Regions from separate parts of the Mus musculus genome. Here regions 2, 3, 4, 5, 6 and 7 are each linked to region 1. A link is a contact called in public Hi-C, HiCAR-type and promoter capture Hi-C data. All regions are on one chromosome and are shown on one strand. The core of a region is the stretch at or near the end of the contact, and the rest is flanking DNA. Distances in the headings are between cores, read along the strand shown.

Region 1 (4,090 bases), core at 489-2,988:
AGAGCTTCAATGTCCCCTTCACCTACTAAAGTGTATGCTGCTGTTGGCTGTGGTGTAGAAAGCCCTGCCTGATTTGACTCCTATACCCACTCCACTCTTGTTTCCTCTTTCCCATGTTAAAGCTGTACTGGCTTTTCAGTGTCTTTATCTTTTTGGGTCTTCCTAAAAGTTTACCTGTCATTTCTCAGAAAGATGCTGCCTTATCCTTCCTCCACCCATTCAAAATATACTTTCTCCCAGCTAATACTTCCTCTGTAATTATGGTGGATTCATAATATTCTATGTCAGCTTCTTTCATCGCAGCAGTGATTCTAAGTATGTGGCTTTTTAAAAAAGACTTATTTATTTTATGTGAATACACGGTCTCTCTCTCTTCAGACACACCAGAAGAGGGCATCAGATCCCCATTACAAATGGTTGTGAGCCACCATGTGGTTGCTGGGACTTGAACTCAGGACCTCTGGAAGAGCAGTCAGTGCTCTTAACCACTGAACCACCTCTCCAGCCTTAAGTATGTGGCTTTATACAGAGATGAATCTCCAGTGCCTAGGACACAGTGGCTGCTCAGTAAAGGTTACTAAACAAAGAACTCTGCCCAGCTCTGCTGTCCTGAACAAGAGAATGGCCAAAAAAACCACGAGAGCTTTGCTAGGATATTTTTTCTCAGTTGGATTTGAGTCCCTGGATTCTTTAAACTTGCCAGAAAGGCAAGTAAATGTTGATGGATGGAAGCTCAGGTCTGTTAGTCAATCCAATTGCTGTGTCTATAATTGATCCTGTCTATGGTCCAAATTACAGCTCAGACAGAGCTAAGGGGGCTTGCAGCTTTTTGTCCTGAGTGTAGGTACACTTCATCAGATGGATAACCCCCCCCCCCCCCCAGGAAGCCTTCTGGATTAACACCAGGCAACCCTTTCCACAAGCACACCCCTGTCTGGCATTTGATGTGCTTATCTAATAAGCTTCGGGTATATGCATGTGTTCACTTAACGCGTAGGTGTGTACATTTATGTTCGAGTTGTGTAAGTGGGTGCCTGTGCGTGTGAGCCCATATGTGTGTTCCTGCCTATAAGAACGCTCACATCCTCCGTTCTGGATCTCTAGCTGTCACCAGGGTCGCCTTCAGTGGGAGGAAAGCTGAAAGCTCTTGTTTCGACGGGGAGGGGTGGGGTTGTCAGGTTGTGCCTACTCACTGACCCGGGAACCAGCATCCACCCGCTGCAGCCGTCTAGTCCCTGGATCTGGGCGGCCCAAACTCGCGGGGTCCCCAAGGTGACCCGTGGCCCCCAGCCCGGGAAGCGCGCACGCTGGATTCCCGCCCCGCCCGCCTGTCCGTCGCCGCTCACCGTGGGCCGCGACGCACGTGGGCAGCCAGAGCACGAGACAGCACCAGCCCGCGGCGCCACGGCTCATCTCCAGGGCCCGTCCCGCCGCCGCCGCCGCCGCCGTCCCGCCGCGATCCCTCGCCCGACTTTAGCCTGACAGCTGCCACGGCCTCCCTCAGGCCCGCTCTCCGCGCCGGTTGGAGCACAGAACGGAGGCCAGCGGCTGATTGGCCGCCACGCCTGTTCGTGTGGCCGCACTTTCCTCCTCTGCGCCCTAGGCCACTTCCTATTGGCCAGGAGAAGTGGAACCGGGCGCTGATTGGCCAAAACTCTTAATAGCAACTGCAGTTCGCGGCCCCGCCCCCGCACTCCTCCTTATAGACGCGCCTCCCGGAACCTGCGGTGGGCGGCTCGCGGGGTTGCGCGGGATCCACGGCTCTCCTCCCCAGGCAGAGACGGGCCTCGCGCGAAGGGGCAGGCGGCACGGCGCCGCCTCGGCCGATAAGGGGCGCTACAGAGCTAGAAGCCGACCCGAGCAAATTTCCTGCGCCCGAGCGGGCCGCGCACCTGTGACCCGGGACACTGTTCCCAACTTCCCAAGCTACCTGTGAAACTCACGGAGCTCCCTCGCCACGGAGCTGAGCAGGTGCAGTGAGATCACTCACCTAAGGTGCTTCTCCTAGCCGGTGTTCAGTACTGATAGCTCATTGCACGTCTACCATGGCGTCTGGGAGCGCGGGCTGAGGCGGGACCTTACCGCACCTTACAAACCAAAAGCACTGCGAGACTCGATGACCCCCGCCAAAGCTAACGCGAGTTCCTAGAGCGTCCCTGGACCTCCGACTCCTCTAGCCGGCTACCTCGGGAGCTAACCATAGAGTGGCGGAAGTGGTCCGGCCCCTTCCTCTCCCGGGCTAACGTCTCGCCAGAAGCTTCTGGGCATTTCTCCGGCGCGGAGCATTGTGGGCTTGGGTGGGCGGCCCCGAGGCGGACAACTGACGAGTTGCGGGTACCTGAAGCCGCTTCCAAGATGATGGTGAGTGTCTCTCCGCGCATCCGCTGCCATCCACGACCCTGCGGCCCTGGCCCGCCATGCGGAGTGTCTACAGTGGCTCGTTTCCGCTCCCCGGCCGGAGGCGGCCTTGATCCAAAACTGAAGCTGTTGGCGAGAGCCGAATGGGGCTCGCGATGCCGCTGGGCCTGGAAACCATGGATCTCATGGTGCTTGGGACCACAGACCTCTTGTTCAGCCTGTTCCCCGTAATGGAGGCTTGGGTTTTCGGAACCGAGTGTGTGTTGAGCTCTGTACCTCTACCATAAGGCCGGGTTACATCGCCCTGGGAGGTGCGGAAGTGAAGGCGCGAGCTTCTAGGCGCACAGAGGCAGCGTGAGGGTCTTTAGGTTGGGCCAAGTGACGCCCTGCCTGGCATTGTGGTCGTTTACGTTCCCGCATGTGGAAAGACAGAATCCTTCGTTCCTGTTGGAACCTGTTCGTTGGGGGCATTTTTAGTTCTCCCGAATGTACTTGGTGCTGGAAAAGGGCAATTGATGTACACAGTACCAAAGATGGGACGACCTGAGTACTTTAGGCAGGAGAGTCTCTTAAAGGTCTGCCTGTAATCCTCCTGCATCACCCTTTATCCCCGACAGCGTCAGATACCTCCCCTGTTCCCCTGTGATAAACCTGAGTTGTTAGTGAGCAATGTCAACTTCCAAGACAGAATCCTGTGCGTTTGGCATCAGCACACTCGTTAAGTTTTGCTTTTTAGTGTCAATCCTTTGTCTGCCTTTTGCAGCTTCTTCCTATGCGTAGATGCCAGACAGACTTGGAAACCTGTAAGGTCCTCCCTCTGCTACCAAATTACAGCTTCTCCTCCGAAGGAGTCCCTACAGAAGCATGTCCATGCTCCCTGACCCCTAGCGCTTGAAATTGATTTGGTCGGCGAAGACCAGAGCTGAGGCATAAATCCATGAGTCATATGTGCTGCAGTAAAATATGCATCATTGCTGCTGATATGACCAGTGGCCCAGCATTGGCCAAAACAAGTAGCAAACCTTTTATCAAAGGGTCCCAGACCATCACATTTGGGTTTTACCTAAATTGATGATTCTTGTTTCTGCTGCTGTGCTGCATACTTACAGCTTATGAGCTGCTGGTGACTCTTGTTTCCTCCCATCTTGCTGTAGCAGTTCTGGGATTACAGATATATACCACAATGACAGACTTGTAATGAGTTCTGGTGCTTAGGCTTATGCATCTAGCAGCTTTACCCCTGAGCCACTTCCAGGGCCTCCTCCAACTAATTGTTTAATAGATAGTATTGACTTTTGTTTTATTTAGTGTATGTGGGTGTTATGACTACTGTGTGCCTGGTTACTATGTACATGTAATGCCCATGGAGGTGTCAGATCTCTGGAACTAGAGTTACAGATGTGGTGACCCACCTTGTGGATGCTAGGAGTGGAGGGAACCCCAGTTCTGGAAGAGCAGCCAGTGTTGTAAGAGATTCTTCCAGTCAGTCCCTTAAACGATCTAAGGAAAATGGAGAGGAAGATTAAGACGAAACACTAAAGCCTTTTATGGTTCTAAGGGTACTAAGCCCTTGTGAAGGAACAAGAAGAGTGAGGTGGAAAGTAAGGAATGGTTCTAGGCAGTACTATTGCCAAAGAATGGCAGAAGGGGACCTACCTTGTAACCATAGCTTGGCTTACTGTACTGCTGCCAGCCTTATTTTCCCTGTGGCTGGCCTTGATATCACAGCAGT
Region 2 (4,090 bases), core at 600-3,099, 2.7 Mb before region 1:
AAACCAACCGATAAACTCAAATCAGGTACCTCTCTCAAATCTGAGGTTCATCTGCCAGGGCCCTGGATACATCAAAAGCAACCGACCAACCTCTCCCACGCAGTCAGGACCAAGAGAAGAGGGGGGAGGGGGCTGGAACGTGGTCAAGGCACTTTCCCTAAAATTTGTTCCTGTGAGACACTGTAATTTCAAATGTGTAACTGAGCTCTAACACAAACCTCTGGACAGCACCCACCCTCGGCCCCTGCCCCATACTAGACCATTCCCTCTCCTAAATCCTGGACTAGGGTAGGAACCAATCCCGTAATCCTGGGTATTTTAGAAACTCAATTCTCCTGGGAGTTAGAGCGCTCCGGGCCTGGCTCCGGTCCACCCCCACCTCTCTAGCCCGAAGAGGAGAGTGAGGCTCCAAGCAGGGCCGGAGGCGCTTTCTTATGTAAATGGCGCGCCGAGAGAACTGGAGTTTGCCGGGAAGGCAGAGTGAGGTGGGCTCAGGAAGGTCAGAGCGACTAAAGGTTCATTTTCAGAAACCAAGAAAACAAAACAAAAACAAAAAAGAAAAAAAAGAACTCTGGGGATCGTGGGGTGGGAAGATGAGTCCATTCCGTGTAACTTTTAGTTCCAAATCAGAACATACTATCCAAAATCCGCCCTCAACTCGGCGGCCAGACACGGGGACGAGGCGGGGCGGTCCCCAGGAAGGTCTGCTGTGAGGGGGCGCCCCTTTCGAGCCTCAGTTCCGGGCAGTTCAGTTCCGGGGAGGGGGCGCGGCAGGCTAGTCTTTCTGCGCCCTTTCCCGCTCCTTCCTGGGTGGCTCTCTCCCCCACCCCACCCCCGATCCACCCCCAAGGAGCGCCACGAGGAACCGAAGGCCTCTTCAACACATCCTTAAATTCAAGAGGGCCGGGCCCCAGCTGCTACACGCTTCCACCCCGCCTCCTCCCCTAAGCAGGATTCTTCCCCACGTGCTCCTGCCGGAACTCGGGGCTGCAGAAGGGGGCTCCTCCCACGTGGGCGCAGCAGTCTCAGACTACGTGCAGGGCGGCCGTCCCATCAAGAAATTAGGGGCTCTAAGGGTGGGGAGGGTGCGCGCAGGTCCCGGGTAGGTGGGACTATCGATGGTGAGCGGTCGGGCCACGAGGGTGCCTAGCAGACGTGGCTTCTCGCGCGCAGGACTTTCCCAGCTACCCAGACTGGTTCCACGTCTCCAGCCCCGAAGGAGGAGGAAGCAGGTCCTCTGCGTGCTCCAGATTCCGGGAGAGCACGCAACTTGGTCCGAAGCGAGCCAGAAGCTCCCGCCCGTGCCGACTTACCTTCTGCACTTGGTTTTGGTTGAGCTCCGTGAATAAGCAGGCGATCATATGCGAGGCGATCATCTTGTTGCGGCGAGTCGGGGCCAAATAGAGAAACCGAGGCTCGAGCGCTACCGATGGAGCAGGCAGCGCTGTCCGACCGCTTTGAAACCAGGCCCGGGTGTCCGGCTGGGATCGAAGACTCCAGGAGCCACACAAAGAAGCTTAACCACGATGGCTCACCAGCTGAGGGCCTCAAGTTTCCAGAAACAGGGTTTTTTTTTTTCTTTTTTTCAATTTTTTTAATCACAACTACTAGAAGGTACCCTAAGTCTCACTCCTGCCGACCGGTCTAGCTGCTTAGCGTCCCGTCGCTAACTTCACTCACTGGGTCACTAAGGCTCAACTTCGGAAAAAAATGACAGTTCTGTTCCAATCCGGCGATCGCACCTATCAGAGTCACTGGCGTGATGCTCCTGCCCTCGGATCTCCAAAGCAGAACAACTCCGGGTAGCCTGTGGTGTCCTGAGACTCCAGCACTGGAGTTGGTGCAACAATGTGGCTTATTGAGGGGCTGCCGGCTCTTTGGGCCGCCCCGGACAGTGACGTGGATGTGCTCATTGGCTGCGGGAAGAGGGTGTGTGCGCTCTTCGGCTGTCCGCCCGCGGTCCACAGCCAATCAGCGCCTAGAGCCCGCGGGCGCGGCTGCTCCAGCACCCAAGCAGGCGGCGGGAGAGACGCGCCCGAGGCTAGGGGCGGAGCTGGGCGCCAGAGTTGGGACGTGTGTTCCGTGGCTAGAGCTCGGGACTCCAGGGCGCATGAGCCACCGCCGCGTCAGGCTCAGCTTCGGGTGGGGGGCGCGTGATCGCGGACCCAAGAGATGTTGGGCGACTGGAAAGACAAGTGATCGTAGCAGCACACGCCATAATCTGGTATCTGGGGATCATGTGAGGGGCTGCCACTGCCCTGTGACAAGTCTGAAGCACCGTGATTCTCATCTTAATTGTAGCTCAACGAGTCAGCGGATCCCTGAAGCTAAGCCATTACAAAAGTCAGCCCTTCTTAATATCACACCAATATAGCATATGGATTTTACTAACCCCGTTTTACAGATTGGGGAACTAGGCACTGTGCTGTTAGTGAGTTTTGCCCAAGGTCACACCCCTAACAAATGGTAGATGAAGACAGGAACACATCTTACTCTGAAATGCAATTCCCCCACCCCCGGTATATTATCCAGCCTTTCTTGAAGCCAGCAAAGGCTGGAGAGAAACTTTGTTTGTAGCTGGGACTGATAGATGGGAGGAGAAAGGGCACCTGTAACAGCTTGATCCTAGGCTCAAGTGGTGTGAAATGGTTTATAGATGCTGAGAAGAGCCCGCCTCGACCTCAGCTCATGCCTGACACCAGACTCTAAGTTGACATTTATGAGTAGACGCCATCAATATTGAAATAGCACCTCAGATGACATGAAGTTGGTGCTGGTGGAGAATGGAAAGCCAGGAGTTTGAAAGTTACATGGAAGGAAGATAAAGCCTACCATTTCCAAATAATCTCACTCCCCAAGCCCTCTCTCCACCTCCGGAGTGGCATGTGCCACTACTGGGGATCTAACATGGGACTTTGTGCGTGCTAGAAAAGCACCCTGCCCACTGAGGTACACCCCAGCCCTAAAAAGGCTCTGCTCCACTTTCTATGATGTGGTTCATCTATTTCCTCTCTGGGTGATCCCTCTTAGCGCCATCGTCAGCAGTTACACCATCCGCACACAGGTAACTCACAAACCTAATCTACAAGCGAGGACTTTCCCCAGGGATTCTGGCTTTCTTAACCAGCTGTCATTTGTCATCCCTGTGGAGGTGACTAGTGTCTCACACTTAACATGTACTAGGCTGAACTTCCCAGGGTCACCCCCCCCCCTTTTACCAATTGTCTCCACAAATGACGTCACCATCCATGGTTTTCTCCCTGCTCTTACATCTATTCACACCATCAGTGAACAGTTAGTCTAACTTAGCAAATCAAAGAGGCCAGACCCTCATAGCCAGGCCACCGATGACTCCACCAGAGCCTGTGTAATTTCACTTAGCTGCTGTTTTTAGGTACCTCTAGCTTGACCACTGTGATCCCTCGTTCACTCAGGAGCTAAAGAGACTTGTTTAAAATACAAACCAGTGCTTCATGTAGTGGCACACACTCGTAGTTCCAGTGATTCAGAGGTGGAGGCAGAAGAGTCAGGAATTCAAAGCCAACTTGGATAGCTTGATAGATACGCTAGGTAGGTAGGTAGGTAGGTAGATAGATAGATAGATAGATAGATAGATAGATAGATAGATAGATAGATAGATAGATAAGAGATAAGATTAGATTGGTTGATAGATATATACCAGACTGTCTTGGGGTGGTGGTGTCTTAAAACCATTGTTTTTCTTCAACTAAAATCCAAACTCCTAAGAGTAACTATTAGAAATAATTTTTAAGGCTGGACATGGTGGCACATGCCTTTAATCACAGCACTTGGGAGGCAGAGGCAGGCATATCTTTGAGCTCCAGGCCAGCTTGGTTTACCAAGCAAGTAGACTTGGAAGAGATACTCAACGAAACCCTGTCAAGAAGAAGGAGGAGGAGGAGGAAGAGGGGAGGAAGAGGAGGAGGAGAAGGAGAAGAAGGAAGAAGAAGGAGAAGAAGAAGAAGAAGAAGAAGAAGAAGAAGAAGAAGAAGAAGAAGAAGAAGAAGAAGAAGAAGAAGAAGAAGTAGTAGTTGTTTTAGAGCCAGGCAACAGCACTTTGTGAGTTCAA
Region 3 (4,090 bases), core at 1,155-3,654, 2.4 Mb after region 1:
AAAGCAGAGTTCCCATCAAATTAACACTCACTTCAGGGCAAAAATACATTTTAAAAACCTAAAACCCTGACTAATGCACCAAATGGCTGTTTTTATAAGAATGGAATCAGCAGCCAACTCTCTGGTTTCATCTGTATAGTCTATAATATTAAGTAATACGAGCCAGGAAGTGGTGGCGCACACCTTTAGTCCCAGCACTTGGGAGGCAGAGGCAGAGGCAGAGGCAGAGGCAGAGGCAGAGGCAGAGGCAGAGGCAGAGGCAGAGGCAGAGGCAGAGGCAGAGGCAGAGGCAGAGGCAGAGGCAGAGGCAGAGGCAGAGGCAGAGGCAGAGGCAGAGGCAGAGGCAGGTGGATTTCTGAGTTTGAGGTCTACAGAGTGAGTTCTAGGATAGCCAGGGCTACACAGAGAAACCCTGTCTTGGAAAAAAGAGAAAAAAGTACTATGAAGCATTGCTAGGTGGTACAGCCATGCTCACTGGCTACCTCACACAGTTCCAGCAAAGCCGAGCGAGCCAACTGCTGCAATCGATGCTCTTCTAACTCTAACTTTTGGTTTTGTTCCCTGCATGTTGCATTCTTGGGGACTGTATGTGTTATGATTCAGTTTATGTCTTTTCCTGGGGAAAATTATGAATTATGTCTGAGTCTTTAAGAAAAATCCTAAAATTAACTTTATTTGGAAGTCTTCCTTATGCCCTGGAGATCATTAACCACAGATAAGCACATAGCTCCATGAGGCCATTACTCCAGGAATCGGCTTGGGGTATCGGCCCCTGAGCAAACTCACGAAGGATAACTGATGGAGGGCAAACAGACAATTGATGAACTCTGTCCAAAATAGATTACAGATTCAATGTCTCTTTTTTATTATAGGCTTAAAGCTCTCTGAAAATGGAGTTTAAAGACAGGGAGTCATACAGGGCATACCCCTGGAGGAATAAACTCAGTAAACAATTTATATTGACTAAAATAAACATTTTCTACTATGTTTATCATGTTTAATCATGTTTTACATGATAAAACATATAATGAAGTTAGATAGTCATCTTTGCAGCTCATAAAAAGACCAATTCAGATATTTCCTGTTTGTCTGGAGTGCTTTAAAACTGCAAACACTGCCAGCCTACAAGCAGCCTGCCACATAGTAAGTGTGTTTGTTTTGGAGGAGACAGTCTTTAGATTCTTTAAATTGGTGTTATAGGGCAGATAATAAGAATAAAATCTGTTGTTTATATTTTCTATTTGTAACTGAGCTTTTAACCCTGGTTATGTAATGATAAGTCAGACATATTTTGTACTACTGGATAATCATTAGCTTGTCTTTGTTCTGTGAAACTTGTGTAAATAAAGACGCTCTTGGTTGCTAGTCAGTCAGAGCAACAGAAATGGCCTGATCTCTAATAAGTAAGTCAGAGTTACAGAAATGGCCTGATTGCTATCAAGTCAGAGCTGCTAAATTCCCCTAACTATCTGGCTTGGCTTGCCTCACCCTCTCCCCTTGCCTAATACTCATCTTCTCTGTGGGCCAATTTGTCAGCAACAATATTTGAATTCCTTGTCAAACCACAAGTTTTATAGTATTTGGTAGAAAAGACTCATTTAATAATTTTCACAACTGAACCTGGCCCTCAGACTTGGCAGCAAGCACCTTAACTTAGCGGCTGAGCCATCTCATTGGCTCTATTTTTTGAGGTGGAAGTCATGTAGGTCTGGTGCAGGGGGATGGCCTTGAACTTCTCATCCTCCTTTCTCTGCCTCATGAGTGTTGAAATTACTCGCTATGTCCAGTTATATCTCAATGTTAAAGCACAAATGTACATAACTCTATTCATTGCCTTACAAAGCTAGACTCGGATGGAATCGGTTCCTTGGCTAGCAACAGATGCCCTTTTCCCTCTCACCACCATCTCTGTCATGGTGACTCCTCTGGCCTCAATCCTTGGGGCCAGTGAACTTGTTTGAGAGCAGCTTCCCAATAAATTTGCCCTTAAAATATTCTAACCTGACTTGAATTGGCTCATTTTACCGGTGGCGGAAAAATAACCTATTAGTGAGACTTACTTCCGGAAAATGACAATAAAGAGTAGCAGGGAACATGTATGGGGTCAGCGTGCTGCATGCAACCCTCCCATCAGAATGCCCTTTAAATTCAGCCAGGGGTAACTGCAAACACAGCAGCCACAGGACCACAAGGGGGCGCAGAAGCGGAGCACCCGCAACCGCAGGTCTAGGCTCCGCCTCCAGTGTCTAGCCACGCCCACTTTCCTGGGTCTCACCCCTCCCCTTCCGCCCTCTTCCACCTAGGTTTTGGCAATCTCCGGACAGGCAATGAAAAAGGTGGGCGCAGTTGTGCGCAGGCGCAGACAACAGAGTGCGCAGGCGCAGTCCATAGTGCAGTGCTCAGGGCGACGTGGCGGGCGGGAGTACGGAAGCCGCAGGGAGAAGCTGTTCTCACCGCTACTCTGAGCATCTTCCTGCTGCGTGGAGCTACCGCTGACACCATGTTGAAGAAATTCGACAAGAAGGACGAGGAGTCTGGTGAGGGCCCCTTGAAAGACCTGGGGAGGTCAGATCCTCGTAGGGGTTCATGGGACCTTCCTTGGCTTCCTTCTTCCGGGCCTCTGTCAGAGCCAGATCCGAGGCCCAAGAGGGGCAGGGGCTTGTGCGCAGGTCCATCTATATCTGTTCTCGGAGGAAACGTGCTGTTTGCCCTCTCCAGCTCTGGCCAGGATTTCTGCGTGACCTTGTGCGGGTAACACTCCTCTCTGGGCCTCAGTTTCCCCATCTTGTCAGAGGAGGTTCCCAGGCTGGATGTTACCTTGCATTTCACCCGACCTCTTGGTATTTGCTGCGATAATTCTTTGCCTATCTGGGTGTAACCAGTCCTACAGTTAATAACCCTGACCGTTTCATTCATTCAATAAACTACAATTACTGAACATCAGGCACCTCACTGATCATAATATTACAGTAGCTAAAGCAAGTTCGATACTAGATGCCTGCAATAGGAATGTTAGGATGGAGAGCCCAGACAGTAACCAGATAATCGCATGCATAATTTTTTAATGTAATATCTGCTGTCAGGGAAACTCAGTCACAGGTTAGTTAGTGTTGGTTGTCTCCGACACATAGATTCATTTAAGTTCTGGTTGCATAGATCAGTGCCAATTATTGAACCCTAAAATGCTCAGAAAGAATGCTTAGGTGACTGTGAGAGAGCCTTGACGGCCTCTGGTAGATGATAGAGACTTCCTTCTCTCTTCCTCGTGTTTGGCAGGTTTAGGGTCACAGTTCGGGGCTGTAACTCAGTTGATAGAGTGCTTGCTTAGCTTGGGTGAAGCCCTGTGTATGATCCACAGTACCATGTAAACCAGGAGGCCGAGGCGGGAAGATCAGATGCACAAGAGCCGACCTCTGCTACATTTTGAGTTAAAGGCTAGCATGCGATACATGAGAGTCTGTGTCAGCACAGGAAAAAGGAGAAAAGCAGTTCATTCAAGATCACAACCGTAATCAGTCTTCTCTGTGCACTGCAGGTGGAGGCTCCAACCCCCTCCAGCACCTGGAGAAGAGTGCCGTACTCCAAGAGGCAAGTGCCACCATGCCTGTGTCTGGTCAGGAATACCTGCCAGCCCTGCTGTCAGATACTAACATACATGGAGTGCTGGTTTATAAAGCCTGGGTCCAGGAAGATGGGACTTTATTCATTGTATTTGCTAGTGTGGCTAGTATTAGGGCAGCCCAAGGGAAGACTTCTGGTATGGTTAGTAGATAAATTAAGAAAAATAAACTCTTGGGAGCTGGACAGATGGCTCAGCGGTTAAGAGCACTGGCTGCTTATTCTTCCAGAGGTCCTGAGTTCAATTCCCAGCAACCACATGGTGGCTCACAACCATCTGTAATAGGATCTGATGTCCTCTTCTGGTGTGTCTAAGACAGCGACAGTGTACTCGTATACTTAAATAAAATCTTAAATAAATAAATAAACTCTTCCCACTTGAGAATACATTTATGTGGACTGAGTTAATACGTACCCTATGGTTCTCTAGGCCCTTCATGAACTGAGGGGCAGCTGTGGTAGAAAAGTGTAC
Region 4 (4,090 bases), core at 889-3,388, 2.4 Mb after region 1:
ACACATCCTCCTCTGCTCTGTTAATCTTTCCTTTCCACTGCCTCTGATGGATGATGGACTAGAAGGGACATTAAAACATTTAAGAACCCTCATTAAAAATAGGTTGTAAAAAATCTAAACCTACCATTGGTTGGTTTCTGGCTTTTTGAGACAGCATATTCTGTGTAGCCCTGGCTGTCCTGAGACTTGCTCTGTAGACTAGACTGTCTTTGAAGTTAAAGATTGGCCACCTCTGGCTCCCGATCTTTGGGATTAAAGGCATGTGCCGCTGCCATCACCAGGCTGGTTTTTATTTTTTAAAATCATACACATGTGCAGAATGTACTGTGATCATATCTATTAACCTCTCTGACCCCTCTCTCACTCCTGATACGATAACGTATGCACCACCATACACCACTCTAACCAGAAAACAGCCTAGTTGTCTGTCTGCTGCCAGTGGCTATCAGAGGAGAGCATCAAGACTGGCTTTTGCAAAGTGATGTTCATTTAAGTGCTGCCGCAGCAGTGTTAAGTCAATGGTCCCTAAATGTTACACAGGATCAGGAAGAGAACAGTTTTTTTCAGTTGGATTGTGAACTACACAGAAAGCGCACCTGCTGAATTTGGAACTAGAGATTTTGCTCCTAGCTCTTCCTCTCACCATCACTGAGACGTGGTCTCACCAAAATCTAAGTTTCCCTTCACAGCACATATTGTAGCTTTTATCTTGCAACGTTATGATGACTTACTCAGATAAACGCATGAAGTCAAGCAGAAACAGACACACAGTCTAGAGAGTCAGCAAGATGAGTTTAATTTAACTTGCCCTTCAGATTGCCCCTTCCAATCAACTCTGAAAGGAACCTGGCCAGTGGAAGGTGGATATATGAACATGACATCAATACAGGACACACCCTCCTTCAGAAGTAGCTGTTCAAGACCACTGTTTCCTCTCCTTTTTAGGTTTCTGTTCTCAACAGTCTGTAGTGTCCAAAACATCCTCTGTAAGCATTCCATGGCTTCCTTAAATGTTTATGCATCTGTTTTATTTAACAGGAGTATGTATCTGTTTGCCCCTATGTATGTGTAAATACCACCCCGCCCAAAGTGTATTAATGTTTTTTTTCTACTTAGTATTATAAAGCACAGACTGACAAGAAGGCCTATATATTTGAATGTGTCCATATTTTGCACGTGGTTATGCATATACTTACACCTGATCCTTAAACATAATTTGGTATATGCATATAGATAAATATCTACCAAAATGGGCTGGTTTTGTAGATAAGACTATACAGATTTCAAAGACATCAATAAATCTCAGAAGTATGAAAGCCACTCCGTATACTTTTAAGGGGATTTTTACCTTTAATTTTTTAATATTTTTTGTATGTGTATGAGTGCTTTGCATGTATGCATGTAAGTGCACCACATGAGTGTCTAGTGTCACTTAACAAGTGGGTGTTGGATCCCCTAAAACTAGAGTTTTGGATGATTGTAAGCAACCATGTGGGTGCTGGGAACCAAAGTGAAGTGGTTTTTGATCACTGGGCCATCTCTCGAGGTCCACGGACACTTTACTTTGAAATTACTACAGTAACTGCGCCTCTTTGAACCAACACTGTGTCTGATCTCATACTTCCATATTAAACGCTTCTTGAGTGAATGAAACCGAGAATCACAACCTCTCAACAGATCAGCCCATCCTATTCATTCACTCACGGTTATGTCACACACGTCTAGAGAATGTCAGATTCTGTCCTCGGTTTCAGGCAAGCAAAGGCGTGGAGACCCTGCCCTTTAAAAGGTCCTATCCGTGGAACCTGAGAACGCCCGGGCCGTTCAGTCTCTACGCATAATGTGCTTCACCCAGACTGAACCACCAAGACGCAATACAGCTCCCAAACTCAGTTTTCTTGCCATTTCTTACAGCTACGCCAGGTGGGAAAAGAATCCCGGCATAGGCCAGGGAGCCCGAGGCCGCACACTGGCCCAGACCTCGGGTCCCCCGTGAGCCCCATCCCTTCCCCAACGCACTCACCATGGTGCCGGCGAGGGCGCCCTGGCGCCGCTCTGCAACGCAACGTGCTCAGGCGCCCGGAACAAGGCAGGCAGACGCGGGAACGGAAAACAGCGGACAGTCTGGTCTTTTTGTCGGAAGACTAAATGGAAAGGACCGGAAATTAAGGACCGGAAGCGAGGGAGGGAGGACGAGGGAGGGGAGAGAATTGCAGTGGAGCTTCGGTAGGCGGCTTCCCGCCGACGCGTGTCCAGTGCGTCATCCCGCGCCTAAGTCAGCAAGACTACGCTTGCGCGGCAGGAATGTGTGCGTCATTTGTCGTTTGGTTTCGTTCTGCTGGTAACTGCGGTCAAAGATTCGCCTGCCTCTGCCCTTCCTGAGTCTTCTATGACAGCAGATGACCTTTTTGAAAATGACTGCACCTCTCTGAATGCACTGAGTGTTCATAGCCCCTAGGGACCCTGCGTGGAGTTCTGTCACCTGCCTGGACCCGCCAGGCGCAGGCACTGGGGCAAACCATAGCCATTGGGGCGAACCTGTCTTCCTGGGAGGCTTCTTCACCGCTGCCTGCCATTTACCTGGAGCTGAACAGTGACTGAGACTATGATCGTCCTCCTTTTAAGAAACGTGTATAATTATCATTATTCTTTATTAAAGGTGGCTGTTTCCATGAAACTGACAGATGTGATCGTGAAAGAAACATTTAAGCCAAGGAATCAGCTCTCTCTCCACACATTCCCAGAAGGCAGAGACCACATCTTTTAAAATACAGAGATGCGGTGGTGGCGAACGCCTTTAATCCTAGCACTCAGGAGGCAGTGGCAGGCGGATTTCTGAGTTCGAGGCCAGCCTGGTCTACAAAGTGAGTTCCAGGACAGCCAGGGCTACACAGAGAAACCCTGTCTCGAAAAAACAAATTAATTAATTAATTAAAATAAAATACAGAGATAAGGCCAGGCTTGTTGGCTAATGCCTTCAATCCCAGCATTTTGATGGCAAAAGAGGCCAGTTTCTGTGAACTGGTGGACACCCTGGTCTTCATAGAGAGGAAATCCAGGCGAGCCGGGGGTGCATAGTGAGAACTTGCCTCAAAAACTAAAGAAAAAGGCAGCTTGGATCCCAAGACTCAGAAGGCAGGCATATCTTTGAAGTTTGAAGCTAGTCTACAAAGTTAAGTTCCAGGATAGCCACACGAAACGACTCGAAAAACAAAAACGTAATGAGAAGAAAATGAAATACGGAGTAAGGTCCAGAGAAGAAAAAGCTACCTGGAGCAAGTGGGAAGTTAGAGACTACGTGAGTCACTTAGCAGAGATGGATTCTGGAAATGGTGGTGGGCTCTCCCACTGAGTCAACACTAAGGAGAGTACCCTGTCATAGTCCATGCAAGAATGTTACCACCGTGCATATAAGACCAAATTAGAGTCCCTTATTAGTTGGCAACTAGTGGGCAGGCTCTTGTCCCAAAGCACACTGCATCAAAGCTCAGGTATACGGCATTTATTGAGCTAAAAACCAGTGACATTTGCAGTCAGATGTAGGTGACAGGAACCAGAATATTTGTTTTGGTATGCATTTGGCAGACGTTTTTGGCTGTACATCTCAGCCATGGTCAGCTCACTATATCGGCTTTCCAAGATCTCAGCAGAGGCGTGAACTAGTAGTTCAGGATCAAACAGGTTCTGACAGATACTTTAGAACATATATGTAAGTGGGCAGCCGGTCACCCAACTAGATTCTGTGTCCCCCACTTCTTCCAAATAGGTTGTGGGGATGTAACCAAATGATTGTCGGTGGTGCTTTGGGTCAGGAGCCCCAAGAATTTTTGCCTTAACTCTTAATTTCTGCATTGCTAAAGCACTGATATTTCACATTCAGAGATTTGTGGAGTTCTGACCTTTTCTGGCTGGGGGGAGGGGGAGCCAATGGAAATGAAGTCAGAGATGAGCATTCCTCTACTTCCCATGAAATGAAAGAACACTAGGTTAAATGCCTAGCACATTAAAAACAAACCCCAGCCCTCTCCATTTCCCACCCCCTTCCTTATTCTGAGAGATGACCCTAATCAGGAACCACCAGCTTAGGCTG
Region 5 (4,090 bases), core at 983-3,482, 2.3 Mb before region 1:
GTGTGTGTGTGTTTCTCCTTCCATCTTGTGAGGTCCAGAGATCAAACTTAAGTTGTCAGTCTCGGAATCGAGTGCCCTTATTGGCTGAGTCATCTCACCAGCCCTCTCAGAACAAAACAAAACATTCTAGTGGATGACTACATGTCTGAAATAAAAGGACGACTGTAAAAGGATTCTCAAGATTTTTTATTAAGCAAACAGAAGTTTGTGTTATGAGCCAAAACCCCAACAAAATAAAAGATAACTTTTAAATATTTTCTTCTTCTTCTTCTTTTTATTTTATTTTATTTTATTTTATTTTTTGAGACAGGATTTCTCTGTATAGCCCTGGCTGTCCTGGAACTCATTTAGTAGACCAGGCTGGCCTTGAACTCAGAAATCCGCCTGCCTCTGCCTCCCAAGTGCTGGGATTAAAGGCTTGCGCCACCACCGCCCGGCATTTTCTTCTATTTTTGAATTATATGTATCTTAGTGCGGGCATGTGCAAGCATGTGAAGGTGCCTCCAGAGACCAAAGATGTCAGAGCCCCCAGGAACTGGAGTTACAGGCTGTTTCAAGCCAACTGCACAGGGGTCCTCTACATGAGCAGTCAGGCTAAAGCACCTCTTCAGCTTCAATTAGTTAGTTTTGAGACTTCTTGACTTTGGAGGCAGGTGCTCATGAATCTACGGCGGGGGCCAATTTTTATGTGACCTGTAACTGATCAGTATTAGCTCAGGACCACCTGCCCCTGCCCCCTGCTCCAGACCAAGTTCTCAGCACAAAAGAAATTTATTTGCCCTAGAGTGACAAAGGGCAGGTAATAAGGGACAAAGACAGGAGATAGAGGACCAGGAAAAAGAGGAAGGGAACAAAGGAGAGGAGACAAAAGGGGCAAGGGTGTTTATCCTGGAGGACAAAGGACTACCTCTGGATAGAGAGGAGACAGTTGTGGCCCATAGACAAATGGAGTTATGATAGTAAAGGGGGAAACCCGGGTTAGGATGAGGTGTTTAATTTTGATCGGGTATGCTAATTAGGTAAACTAAAGGGGGCCTTTTGATTGCTGGACTTCAGTACTTTGATAGCCATACCTTGGTAGTCAGCCTTAGAAGAAGGAAGTGGCCAAATAAGGGAATAGACCTCTTGGCTAGTTTTAGAAATGTAACAATGTTTTTTGGTTTTGTTTTGTTTTGTTTTGTTTTGTTTTGTTTAGCAAGGCAGGGGGAATGGTTTTGCCAGAACAGTGCCCACATGAGAGTTAGCCAGAGTCCCTTCATAACCTGGATCTTTAGCCTGAGGACTTGTTGACTCTGAGAGTCTAGAAGTGAATGGCCAGGAAAACTGCTGTATATTTACTTAGTCTTTCGGTGATCCCATATCTGATCCTCTCTCTCCCTCAGTAACTGTACCAACTACTTCAGGAATCTAACCCCCTATCTCCAACCTTTTAAACCACTCTCAGAGGCTGGGTCTCACACTGTAGCCTAGGCTAACTTGAAAGTATGTTGGCCAAGTGTCGACCACCTCTAGACAACCCTCCTGCCTCAATCTCTTAGTGCTGGGCAGTAATAATATTCTTTTCCATGCTGTGGGGTCTTGTCCTCTGTTCACAATATATTCCCAAGCACTTGTAACTACTGCCTTGACCTCAAACTGGAGACCCTCAAATGCTCAATTTTGCCTGCTTAGAGCATTGCAGCAGCAGCAGCAGCCCGAGGACCCCTTGCTGTTCCTTTGCCTAAGATCTTTATGAGTAGGGTCCGAACCAGCTGCTTCCCAAAACTCTCAGAGATGACTGAAAGAAAACATAAAAGAAGTTGAAGCTGGCTGTGATGACACACATACACACTCTTAACTTAAGCCAGGAAGCGGAGGCAGGCTGACAACTCTGAGTTCGAGACCTGCCTGGTCTACATGAGAGTTTCAGGATAGCTAAGAACATACACAGTGAGATTCAAAGAGAACTGAACAACAACACGCCCACAAATGAACACGAAGACAACGATCAAAGCAAAAGCAAACTGAGGTCTCGCTTTCCTCTTTTCTGTAGTAGACCGCCGCAGGACCCCCAGAGGGCAGACTGCAGGAAGGCGGTACACTAGGAAGTCAGGGATGGCGGAGACATGGGTCTCCTGCTGTCAAGTCACACCTAGCTTGACTCTCCCTACAGCATTTAGCATCAGCGCCACCTCCCGTTAACGGTGACAGGAAAGTCTAGCTAGAATTTGATAGTCGTTAAGGGCCGGGAAAGAGTAAGTGGGTGGCCATCTTTGTTAGGGGCAGAGGTCGTGGCTACGGAGCCCCAGTAAGACCACGAGACTTCCGGCTAGCTGGTGAGTCCTGGCGCCCACGGGCGTGGAGTGCGACGGGAAGCGGGGAGGCGGCGAGCGTTAGGTTCGTTTGGGACTCGCCGTGCAAATGGCACGGGCGTCCAGCTCTAGTGGCCCTTTGCCTCCACTCGCTAACGTACCCTCGTCGTGGGCGCAGCCCGTGGGCGCTGGGGAGGAGCGGGACGAGGGGAGGCGTGGAGGGCTAGGGCTACTGGCTGCGGTGAGCGTCCCGTGCCCGGACTTCAGCAGACAGCCGTGGGCTCCCGCGTCTGCAAGCGGCCCGATGCCCTTCGCTCTTCAGCGGCTCCGGGCCACATTGCTTCGTCTGCACCGCGAGCGAGAGCAGCTCCTGCGGGCCCGGGACTGCGCCCGCCACCTGCAGGCGGTCGTGCGGCTGCTCCGCTCCGGCTCCTCGGCCGGTTCCCTCTCCCTGCAGCAGTTGCACGGCGATTTACAGCTGTGCCCATCTCGTGGGGCGGCTCTGCGCCTCGGCTTCCCGGGCTCCAGGGAGACGCTTCTCCTGACTCGCCCTGTCGGGCTAGCTGCCCAGCACTTGGAGGCTGCCATCGAGATGCAGCTTCGTTCACTGGGCCGGACACCCGCTAGCCTGGGCCTGACATCCCAGCTAGCCGAACTGTTGCTGGCCCTTCCCTTCTACCACACTCTGCAGGGACATTCCCTGAACTTCGTCCCCGGGGCCGCGCGCCCATTCCCCGCGGCCCGTGTGCTCCAGCTCCTGGCTGCAGAGCGGGGTTGTCAGGTGGCAGATAAGCTGGCTGAAGCCCGTGGCGGATCGGGCTTGCAGGAGCAGCTCCGTCGGCAGTGCGAGCAAGAGCGAGAGCTGCTGCCCGGGCTGCTGGGCCTGGTAGGGGGCGTGGCTAGCACCGACAGCAGCGGACTGAGGCTTGGGGGACCTGGAGCCCTGTGGAGCCAGTATTGGACCTTGCTGTGGGCAGCCTGTGCTAAGTGTTTGGACCTACGCGTGGGACCCTGGGAGGACCCTAGAGCAATGGCACAAGAGCTGAGTCAGGCACTGTGTCAAGGTAAGCGAGGGGTCCGAGCTGGCATTTGGAGGTTGTGGTGAGGGTGTCTTTTTCCCTTTACCCTCTCTCAACTCCAGCCTGTCAGCAAGCGCAGGGCCTTGAATGAATGAACTTCCCCGAGTTTAAAGTATAGCGTTTAGGGTTTCCCAAGGCCACGCAGCTTCCCATAGCAGTCTTTATTTAGGTTTTAGTCCACACTGGCCTGGGACGCTGGTCTCAGCCTCCTGCCTCCGGAGAGCCACCATGCCTGACTTGAGTGGAGTCGGCAGGGGCTGTCACCAGGGATTTGTTTCCAGGCTTCCTTCATTTCTCCCATCAGCACCCCTGCCTCAGGAGTGTGAGAAGGAGCTGTTGTCTCTGTGTCACAGCCTGTTTCACCAGTCTGTCATCTGCAGCTGGGACCAAGGTAAGGAGAAAAGGACATTGGGGTGACCCAAGGATCCTGTTGCGCACCCCCTCAGACTATATTTTGTCATGCCAGGGTTCTGCCAGGCCTTAGGATCAGCCCTGGGTGGTCAGAGCAGCCCTGCGTCACTGTCTCCTACCTCTGAGCTGCTGCAGCGGCTTTTTCCTCCCCTCTTGGATAGCCTTCGACAGCCCAGGCCAGAACTTAGGCTGTGTCCGCCTGCAGGTGAGACAGGAGGTGTGGAATGGGAGGGCAGGGGGCGGGGCAGTTGTTATCTTTTGCCTGTCCTCTGTTCTGAAGCTGGCCTTCTCCTGGAGGTGACCTATGAA
Region 6 (4,090 bases), core at 593-3,092, 2.2 Mb after region 1:
GGGGTATTATGAATAATACAAAAGCATAGTGCGACCTCTGGTGGACACATCGTTTATTTCATTACTAACATCGGGTCTTGACTACCACCACCCTACACTCCCCCCAAAAAACGTGGTTTTGTTAGGAACATACATGCTTGTAACCCCAGCTCTTGGAAGTGAGGCAGGAAAACTGCAAGTTCAAGGGGTGCTCAGGCTATGTTGTGAGACCCTCTCTTTAAAGGCAACTATATTTAAGATAACCTAAATTCTAACATATCAACACACCCTCCAAGAATCAACAGCTAGAGCAAAACATATCAAAATCTAAAGCACAACCCGGAAACGGAAACTACAAAACTACCATGCTCATAAAAACATAAACACCAATCCAACAATCTATGTTGGAGCACAAAACTCTTATGATAATGGGGAAAAACAAAGAGAAAAGAAACCAAGAAACAGGGCAGTAAGAACACAGAAAATACCACTCAGGTGGAAAATAATGGCAGAGATTTTTAAAAACAATTTTTTGTGAATTTTTAAAATTTTATTTTTTACTATATATGTATACCTGTATGTTAGGATATGCATGTGTGTACATTGCCCAGAGAGGCAGAATTACAAGCATTTGTGAATTGCCTGACATAAGTGCTGGGAAGCCAGTCCTCTGTAATAAATTCCAGGCTCTTAATGGCTAGCCCATCTCTCCCTTGTGATATTTCAACTCGACCGCCAGGTTCTCTAGAGTGGCCTTTGTAAATGATAGGTCTTGTGGCAATGCTAAATGGTTTAATACCACCAAATATAATTTCATAGTGCAAACTGCAAACGGTTTGGTTCCTACTCCTCCCAAAGAGGGTAAAGAATATATAGCATAGTGGCCATTTGTACATGTATCACCTTTAAATGACCAGTTTATACTCCAACTTTCTCATTTGAACAAGGCTAATAAAAAGCACCTAACTCAAAAAGTTTTGGAAGTAGTAAATTAAAGTCATCTCTTTAGAACAATGACTGGTTCACTACCCAGACAACTTAAAGACAGCTACTGATACTACCAAAAGGGATACTGCTATTATTGGTAAGGCCCACCAGCCCAGCAGAGAAGGCAAGGAGATAAAAGAAGTTAGCTTAAGGGAGGTGATTAACCTTCCCTGTTATGGCTCATACAGTACCGTAAATATTGTAAGCTTTGTAGGTCAACATGCAACACATTAACCTTTAGAGTACTATACGTCTTTAAATACTAGCAGCGGTTTTGTTTAGTTGGTCTGTTTACATTTTACATCTTACAACCCGAACTTAGCTCAACTTGGATTTGGCCCTCGTTTGCCAGCTGGATAGGCTAATGATGTTAACTCGGTCCATACTCGAACCATACAGGCACCAAAAAGAAATGTCTGGGACTTGACTAACGTTGTTTGAAAACCTACTGCCCCAAACCTATAAAATCTTGACAAGCAGAGCCAAGACGCGGAGTTCCCAAGCTCAGGAGACAAGAGACAGCCTCGGCTGAGCAAGCTCTGGCTGCCCACGCCCACACTACCTCCCACACTTACTCCCAGCAGCGGCCCGCGGCCTATCACAGTCTGCCCCGGCCCCACGGGCACGCGGGGACCGCCGTCCAGAGGCTGCAGAAAGAAGTCCGAAGGCATGGCGGTAAGAGAAGGTTCCTTCGCCAGGAGATACCTCGTAGCCACCTCCCTCAGGCACGCTGGGCATGGCCCGAAGGGGTGTGAAACCCGAGGCTCCTTTCCTGGTGAGTGTGCTTCTTCCCTTTCCGGAATCCCCACTCCTTGAGAGCCTGTGATTCGTGCAGGGAATACCTGTCAACAGACCGCCAAACTACAGCTTAAAAACTGGAACGCACACCCACAATCTTCCAGCACTTCCTCTCACAGGACTCATGGAACGCTGGGTCTTGTAGTTCCTGACACCTCCCTTCGGCTCCTTTCCGGAGTACAGACTGCATGGAAAAACTACCAATCCCAGAAGGCAATACGCGCATCTCTGCGCCTAGGTTGATTCGTGCTTGGGCAGGGGTGGGGCTAGAGTAGTGCTGACGTCAAGGCCTTAGGAGAGGGTTGGCCTGAGTTTTTAAATGAACCACAGTGCTGGCCCGTGGCCCTGTGACTTCAACAGGGGGATGTTCTTTTCCCAATGGAGTATGATGTGTGTATCTGCTTCTTCCCCTTCTCTTCCATAAGGAGACAGCTTCGGCTAGAATAAGGCCTCCGTGGCAGGACTGTCTTCCCTACTCCAAGAAGTATGTCTGGACTTAGATTTTTAGGGTTCAGCCTCAAGAGGGTCATTAACTTTCCTGTGCAGGCGCCCCATACTCATTTGGGGATGGATCTGCAGCCAGTGGAGCTTCTATTTTCAAAGGCCTGGCTCAGACACTTGGCCCACGGGGCCGGAGAATCTTCCTTCTCTATAAAAGAGGCATATTCTCTGGCTGGGATCTGTAGCAGGCCTGTCTTTCTCTTTGGTGGAGGCCTGGACTGGGGGAAGCAAACCTAGGGTCCGAGGGTGGGGGGCAAACCTACAGGGACGGGATGGAGGGGAAAGGTGGTCTTTTCTATGGAGAAGCCAGTTGCTAAGCTCAGGGCTCCCAGCTAGAGGGAACTTTCTCTTTGGAGGAAGCCTGGCCCAGAGTTTGGCACTGCTCTCTTAAGATCTTTTCCTTTCTTGTGGCTGAGGACAGCCTCAGCTAGGCCTGTGTCTGGAGGGCTTTCTCTTCCATATTAAAGCCTGTACTACAGGACTCTGCAGAAGGTCATGGAGTTGGAGTCTTATCCCCTAATGCCTCCAGGAGGCACAAGGTCTTCTCTTCCCCAAGAGGCCACCTTGTCACAAGCCTAGGGGAAATGGAGTTATTCTAAAGAGTCACTGTGACCCTCATTTTGGCTCTCAGAACAGTGGGCCTTAAGAGACTGGAATTTTCCTTAGTAATCTCATGCTGGATTAAAAAGTCAAAAGGCAGACCCATCAAGACGAGAGACTTTCCCCCGGAGAGATTTCACAGTCCCGTCAATTTGTCAGAATGCCTTGCTGAAGCACTAGAACCTCAGCAGTAATGGGCAGGGCCACACCTTGCAACTGGAGATGGCTCAGATATTCAAATGCTGGCCCCCTACTTAAACCTTAGCCTTACTTTAGGAGGCTGAAGATGAACTTGGGGACCTTGGAGCTCTTTGTCCCTCTTCCTAATCAAAACTCCAATGAAATCTATACAGAACCAGAAAACCAAAATTAACTTGGGGGGCAGAAGGGAAGTCAGGCCAAGAACTCCAGGCAGGAACATGGAGGCAGGAACCGATGCAGAGGCTGTGAAAGATGTTGCTTTCTGGCTTATTCCTCAAGGCTTGCTAAATCTGCTTTCTTATGCAACCAATGACCAGTTGCCCAGGGGTGACGCCAATCCCACAGCAATCAGTAATCAAGAAAGTAGCCCGAAGACCTGCCTATTGTCTCCATTGAAATTCCCTCTTCCTCGATGACCCTGGCTTGTGTTACACTGACAAAAAGTCTAACTAGGACACTAACCCTAATCCCTCATTCTTATCCTAGGTCCTGTCCATGACTCAGATCCTAACCCTTAACCTTTCCCATAACCACAGCGGGCAGTTGGTGAGTGGCAGACTGCATATAGTGGTTAGCACTAGGTCCATATGGAATAAGAAACTTTTTCCATGTTTGTCAGTCTGTCCTGCTTGTGGACTGGCTCATTTAGTAGAACAGAGTAAGAACAGAGATTCAAAAGCTGGGTGGGGCAGTTAGGAAAGCAAGCAGCCTGGAGAAGAGCTCTGCTGACACAGGACTTCTGGAAGCCATAGGTGGTTCTGAGCATGAAAGACCTGGGCACTTCTGTTGGAGGCAGGTACTGGAAACCAGGTAGACTCATTGAGCAGTGGTCATGGAGTCTGTAGCAGTCAATGAGAGGGTTGAGCTGCCCAGCTAGTCTAGAATGATAGATAACCCTGTGCTCTAGGTTTGTCCCAAGACTATTTCCCCAGCAGAAAGCCTCACTGGCTACACACATACACACACCATATATTCCATATGGCTGGTTGCTGCTCTCTGATAATCTGAGGGAACCGTGCTATCC
Region 7 (4,090 bases), core at 1,035-3,534, 2.0 Mb before region 1:
ACAACCTGGAACAGCATACCAGGCGGGCGACTACAACTCCCCCAGCCAGCAGTGGGTGGCCAAAGGAAGCGGAGGTGGGAAACTGGATTCTGGCTCCCAAGAGGGTAAGCGAGCCAATATGAGCTCACAGTTCTCTCAGCACGCACGCACAAACAGTATCACCAATGCTTCTACTAGCCTGGGGTCCCCCACAGTTCCTTCCCAGATGACTACCAACAACTCCCAGCCTCACCAAGGCATGCCAGCTCCCCCAGAGAGCCATCACTGGGCTCTTCCTTCCTAAGAAGCTGTTTCAGAAGCAAAATCCACCACCTTCAAGGCTTTGCTTGGGAAGAGGCCAGGGAATAACCCTGGCCTTCATATCCACCTTGTAAGTTAGCCCGGGAACCCCTGACACACAGGAGGAAGCAGAACCCCACCCCGCCGGTGTCACCACACAGACAGCAAGGTGGCAGAGTGCCATTTCCAGCACCCCCTCAGTGCTTCCCACAGCTTTCCCAGGAAGCAGGAGGTAGATCGGCAGGAAAGACTAGGGGCATGCAGGGACACTCACAGCTCGCCCACCTGCTACCTAAGCAACCAGGCTCAGGGCTTCCTCTGTGCAAGGCAGAGCCCCACCAGGCCTGGCCTGCCCACCTGTCACCACACTCATCCCAACCTTTGCTCTTTAGAGGCAGCTGAGGTGTTCTTTTCTGTCCCAGTCCCCCTCTCCTCCCCTCCCCAACCTCCTGGGCCAGAGGCTACTGCTGAGTAATTCCAAACTTAGAGTGAGCCCCTGGCCCTGTAAACCCGGGCAAACTAGAAGGAACCTACTGAGCGGGACCTGGCTAACCTAGGCAGATTAGTCATAGATTCTTGATCAGATTCTCCCCAGACTCTTCATTCTCCTCTCCCCAAAACCTACACCACCCTCTGAAAAACCCACCTGGAATGGCTCAAAGCCCCTTTCTCTGCTTCCCTCACACCAGGGAACACTGCCTTCCCAGTCTCCCAGACACCAAGTGGCACAGAATAACAGCAGACACCCGCTGGCTTCCCAGCCATGATGTTGCATCAGCCCCCACCCTACCCAAAATATCCTCACCCCCACCACCTCCTCTCCTCTCTTCAGCCATCTCCATGGTGACAGCAGCATGACTAATGACACCCTATCAGCTTCAGACTCAGGAGTGCAATTCTCCCTCCCCCTTACTGTCTTTCACCCCCACTTCCCCGAGACAACGCACCCCGGGGATTTCTGCAGATTGGAAGCAAACCAACAGTGCCAGGGCCATTCTCCAGAGATTTCCAGAGGCAGGGGTGGGAAGTGGGTTGTACGTCTTTAAAACACACACACACACACACACACACACACACACACACACACACACGCACATGCGCACACACGCACAGCGCACACATATACATACAGTTCAACAAACCAAACGCCAAACCCCAACTGCACCCAAACCATCCAGCTGAGAAAGCAAAACGAATCCAAACAAAACCCACACAGGCCTGAGAATTCATTGGCCGCCCACACTCGCGCCGCCCCTCCCCCTCAGCTGCTGCTACACACACAGTGGGAGATTAAGGGATCACCAGAGGAGACCCTTTATTTTTATCCAATCCAGTCAAACACTTCACCCCCACCGTGCAAGCCCACGTATACACACACGCACACATACACACACGCACACATACACAAGGGCAAGCGCGCACGCACTCACGTACACACACACACACACACACAAACACGCAGGGTACCTTGACAGTCGCCCCTTGTGCCCAGGGCCCCGTTCCTTCACGAGCATTTATTTCCACCTGCAAAAGAAGCCAAAGACACTGGTGAGGCAGGCCGGTAGCAGGCAAGGAGCAGAGCAGTCCAGCACAGGCCCCAGCACACTGGAGGGGAAGGGCCCGGAGAAGAAAGGCTGGACGGGACCATCTTCCTGCTCCAGCTGCCTCCCCAGCACTGTTGGGCCCCTGCGCCTTCCAGTGTTTTGTTTTCCTGCTTCGGTTCTCCGGCCTCTGGAGATCCCCGGGACCCGCTCGCGGCCTGCACACGGCCTCCCCTCCCTTCCAGGCCCAGCGCTCTACCTCGGCCGGCCTCCACTACTGCATCGGCCGCCGCCGGGCCTCCCATTATCCCCGCCGAGGGAGCGCACCGAGGGAGGCACTGCAGAGGCGGCGGCCAGCTGCCGGCTGCTCCCGCCCCGCCAGGCTGGTGTGCAAGGGGGCGGCGCGCGCGCCAGCCAATCCCGCGCCCGGCCCTCCCCGCCAAGGACCTGCCCAGCAGCCAGGCAGGGGCCTTGGTGGAGGGAGCCATCGCCACAAGGGCTGCTTCCCAGGCAGGCCGGGGATCCCGGGGCACCCTCCTACCCCTGGCAACATACACAAGACGTCCCCTGCAGTTCTAGCGGGTGCAACTGGAGTACGGCGAAGGGGTGGGGAGCGGCAGTATGTGGGTATCCCATACCGGCCACTCTCAGCCAGAGCAGAGCTGGAGCTCTGGTTCTCCAAGGAGAATCCAGGGCAGCAGAAGCCTCACATCCATCCCCCAACCCCGCCCCCCGCTTTGCAGACTGCAGATGAGTGGAGTAACTTACCGAAGGTGACACCGCTAGAACACAGCATAGCTCAAACTCCAAGCCAGGTCAGTCCTCCCTGAAGACCATATCCTTCGCCATTCTATAGTTCTACTCCCCTGCCCTCTTACACCCCACTCGGAAAACTGGCTATAGCCCATATAACCTGTGCTTCCCCAAGTCCGCTATGCCCTCTCCGGCATAGCCTTACAACCGAACAGTACTGAAATGCAATTTTCTTAAACAAGTTTCTCTTCTGGAGAAGATCCACCAGATGACCCGTCCAAAAAAACGCCCTGGGCTCCCCGCCCTTAAGAGTTTCCTTCTAGTTCTCTAACTATAGGCATACCAAGGGTTCGGTGACCAGGAGACCATGGTGGGGGGCGGGGGGGGGGGATAGCAAGGTCCTAGCAATTCACCTTCTGGGATTCAATACCCAGGCATCCTCTTTTGTCCCATCCCCCTCTCGGAAGGGGAACATCCAGGCTTCTACCTCACTTTGGTACCCACATATCCCATTCCTAGCCTGTGGTAACTTACCTCTCTTAGCCTCTCTCTGCTCAACTGAAGAATGGAACCAGCAGCCATTTCATGCAGCTGTGAGGGCCTGAGAAGGCACAGAGCCACTGCCTGACACAAGGTAGGTGCTGCTGGCTTCCAGCACTCTACATCTCTGCCAGAGCTCAGGGTGCCTTCTCATTCTCACGGATGAGTAAGCTGAGGCCTGAGAGAAGTGACTCACAGATGAGCACCCCTGCTCCAGTGACTCGTTCTATTACCCATTCCACCCCAAATGCAGAATTGTGCCCCACCCCAGGGCCCCCAGGGGGTGTTCAGAATCAGATAAGTTCTTTAGGAGCGGGCCAAGCCTGCTTCTGGTATATGGAGGCTTCAGGGCCCACACCTGTCTCCCCTTTGGCACAAGAGGCAGTCCTACTGGGTCCCTCCCAGAGCAGACAAGATAAAGGGACAATGTCCTAAATCATGACTTGATGTGACAAACTGCATGTTTGTCTTTTAACTCACTCCTGACCAGCCTACATGAATCCCCTTCCTTCTCCTGGTTCCCTAAAGCCCTGTGCTATTAAGCCCTGTGCATATGCACCCCACACAGAGAGACAGTGTGGACAATATCAATACTGCCTCTTCTATGGCAGTCACAGTGCTTCAGGCCCCCCCCCCCCCGCTACATACCAAGCCCTGTGCCAACCATGCTGTAGGTTCATCTCATTTTTCTCTACACACAGCTTGTTTTCAGGAGAGGGATATGGAGAGTATTGGAGGATAATGAACAATTTGCCCTAGAAAATTAGTGGGCAGGAATTCAAACCTGAACCCTTCTCATCCTCTGAAACCCCTTTTTCTCTCTAAGCCCAGGAAGATATAAAGACAACTGGGTCACTTCAAGTGACCACTTCCTGACAAACGGATCTGAGAATACTAATATCTTCACCCTTCCCAATGCCGCTTCCTGACCCCTCCCCCGCATGCTAATGTACTGCATGGCTGAATCCAAACAGTGC

The links. Promoter capture Hi-C pulls out the DNA fragments that hold promoters and counts their contacts. Hi-C and Micro-C count contacts between places; a contact is called where the count stands out from the background. HiCAR-type assays count read pairs that join an accessible place to other places.
Region 2: a contact with region 1 is called in a promoter capture Hi-C map of pre-B cells, with 2.9 times the contacts expected there. The contact joins the promoter of Hk2 here to the promoter of Cct7 in region 1.
Region 3: a contact with region 1 is called in a HiCAR-type map of astrocytes, with 2.6 times the contacts expected there. The contact joins the promoter of Copg1 here to the promoter of Cct7 in region 1. A contact is called at or near these places in 1 of 39 promoter capture datasets (liver) and 1 of 115 datasets of contacts at active chromatin or transcription factors (astrocytes).
Region 4: a contact with region 1 is called in a promoter capture Hi-C map of liver, with 8 times the contacts expected there. The contact joins the promoter of Isy1 here to the promoter of Cct7 in region 1. A contact is called at or near these places in 7 of 39 promoter capture datasets (the C10 cell line, cranial neural crest, embryonic stem cells and 4 more), 1 of 484 Hi-C or Micro-C datasets (CD8 T cells), 4 of 115 datasets of contacts at active chromatin or transcription factors (astrocytes, embryonic stem cells, memory CD8 T cells and 1 more) and 1 of 9 other capture datasets (liver).
Region 5: a promoter capture Hi-C map of pre-B cells shows a contact between it and region 1, with 4 times the contacts expected there. The contact joins the promoter of Ccdc142 here to the promoter of Cct7 in region 1. A contact is called at or near these places in 4 of 39 promoter capture datasets (the C10 cell line, hippocampal neurons, liver and 1 more) and 1 of 115 datasets of contacts at active chromatin or transcription factors (embryonic stem cells).
Region 6: a contact with region 1 is called in a Hi-C map of regulatory T cells, with 7 times the contacts expected there. The contact joins the promoter of Aplf here to the promoter of Cct7 in region 1. A contact is called at or near these places in 2 of 39 promoter capture datasets (both in liver) and 1 of 484 Hi-C or Micro-C datasets (regulatory T cells).
Region 7: a promoter capture Hi-C map of pre-B cells shows a contact between it and region 1, with 2.8 times the contacts expected there. The contact joins the promoter of B230319C09Rik here to the promoter of Cct7 in region 1. A contact is called at or near these places in 3 of 39 promoter capture datasets (cranial neural crest, liver and pre-B cells), 1 of 115 datasets of contacts at active chromatin or transcription factors (extraembryonic endoderm stem cells) and 1 of 9 other capture datasets (liver).

What each region holds. Positions count from the first base shown.
Region 1 is chr6:85,449,767-85,453,856 of GRCm38.p6, forward strand. It overlaps Cct7 (chaperonin containing Tcp1, subunit 7 (eta)), which reads left to right and starts at 1,739. Exons shown (of 12, transcript NM_007638.4): 1 at 1,739-2,361. The coding sequence starts at 2,356. It overlaps Pradc1 (protease-associated domain containing 1), which reads right to left and starts at 1,536. Exons shown (of 5, transcript NM_001163427.1): 1 at 1,347-1,536. The coding sequence starts at 1,413.
Region 2 is chr6:82,772,605-82,776,694 of GRCm38.p6, forward strand. It overlaps Hk2 (hexokinase 2), which reads right to left and starts at 1,850. Exons shown (of 18, transcript NM_013820.3): 1 at 1,314-1,850. The coding sequence starts at 1,376.
Region 3 is chr6:87,885,536-87,889,625 of GRCm38.p6, forward strand. It overlaps Copg1 (coatomer protein complex, subunit gamma 1), which reads left to right and starts at 2,405. Exons shown (of 24, transcript NM_017477.2): 1 at 2,405-2,537; 2 at 3,536-3,588. The coding sequence starts at 2,501.
Region 4 is chr6:87,836,621-87,840,710 of GRCm38.p6, forward strand. Isy1 (ISY1 splicing factor homolog) reads right to left here and starts at 2,139. Exons shown (of 11, transcript NM_133934.4): 1 at 2,024-2,139. The coding sequence starts at 2,026.
Region 5 is chr6:83,099,284-83,103,373 of GRCm38.p6, forward strand. It overlaps Ccdc142 (coiled-coil domain containing 142), which reads left to right and starts at 2,233. Exons shown (of 9, transcript NM_001081266.1): 1 at 2,233-3,355; 2 at 3,675-3,761; 3 at 3,837-3,986. The coding sequence starts at 2,401.
Region 6 is chr6:87,670,319-87,674,408 of GRCm38.p6, forward strand. It overlaps Aplf (aprataxin and PNKP like factor), which reads right to left and starts at 1,843. Exons shown (of 10, transcript NM_001372332.1): 1 at 1,542-1,843. The coding sequence starts at 1,637. It also overlaps E230015B07Rik.
Region 7 is chr6:83,439,471-83,443,560 of GRCm38.p6, forward strand. B230319C09Rik (RIKEN cDNA B230319C09 gene) reads left to right here and starts at 2,285. Exons shown (of 3, transcript NR_028382.1): 1 at 2,285-2,635; 2 at 3,117-3,207. It overlaps Tet3 (tet methylcytosine dioxygenase 3), which reads right to left. Exons shown (of 12, transcript NM_001347313.1): 3 at 1,747-1,803.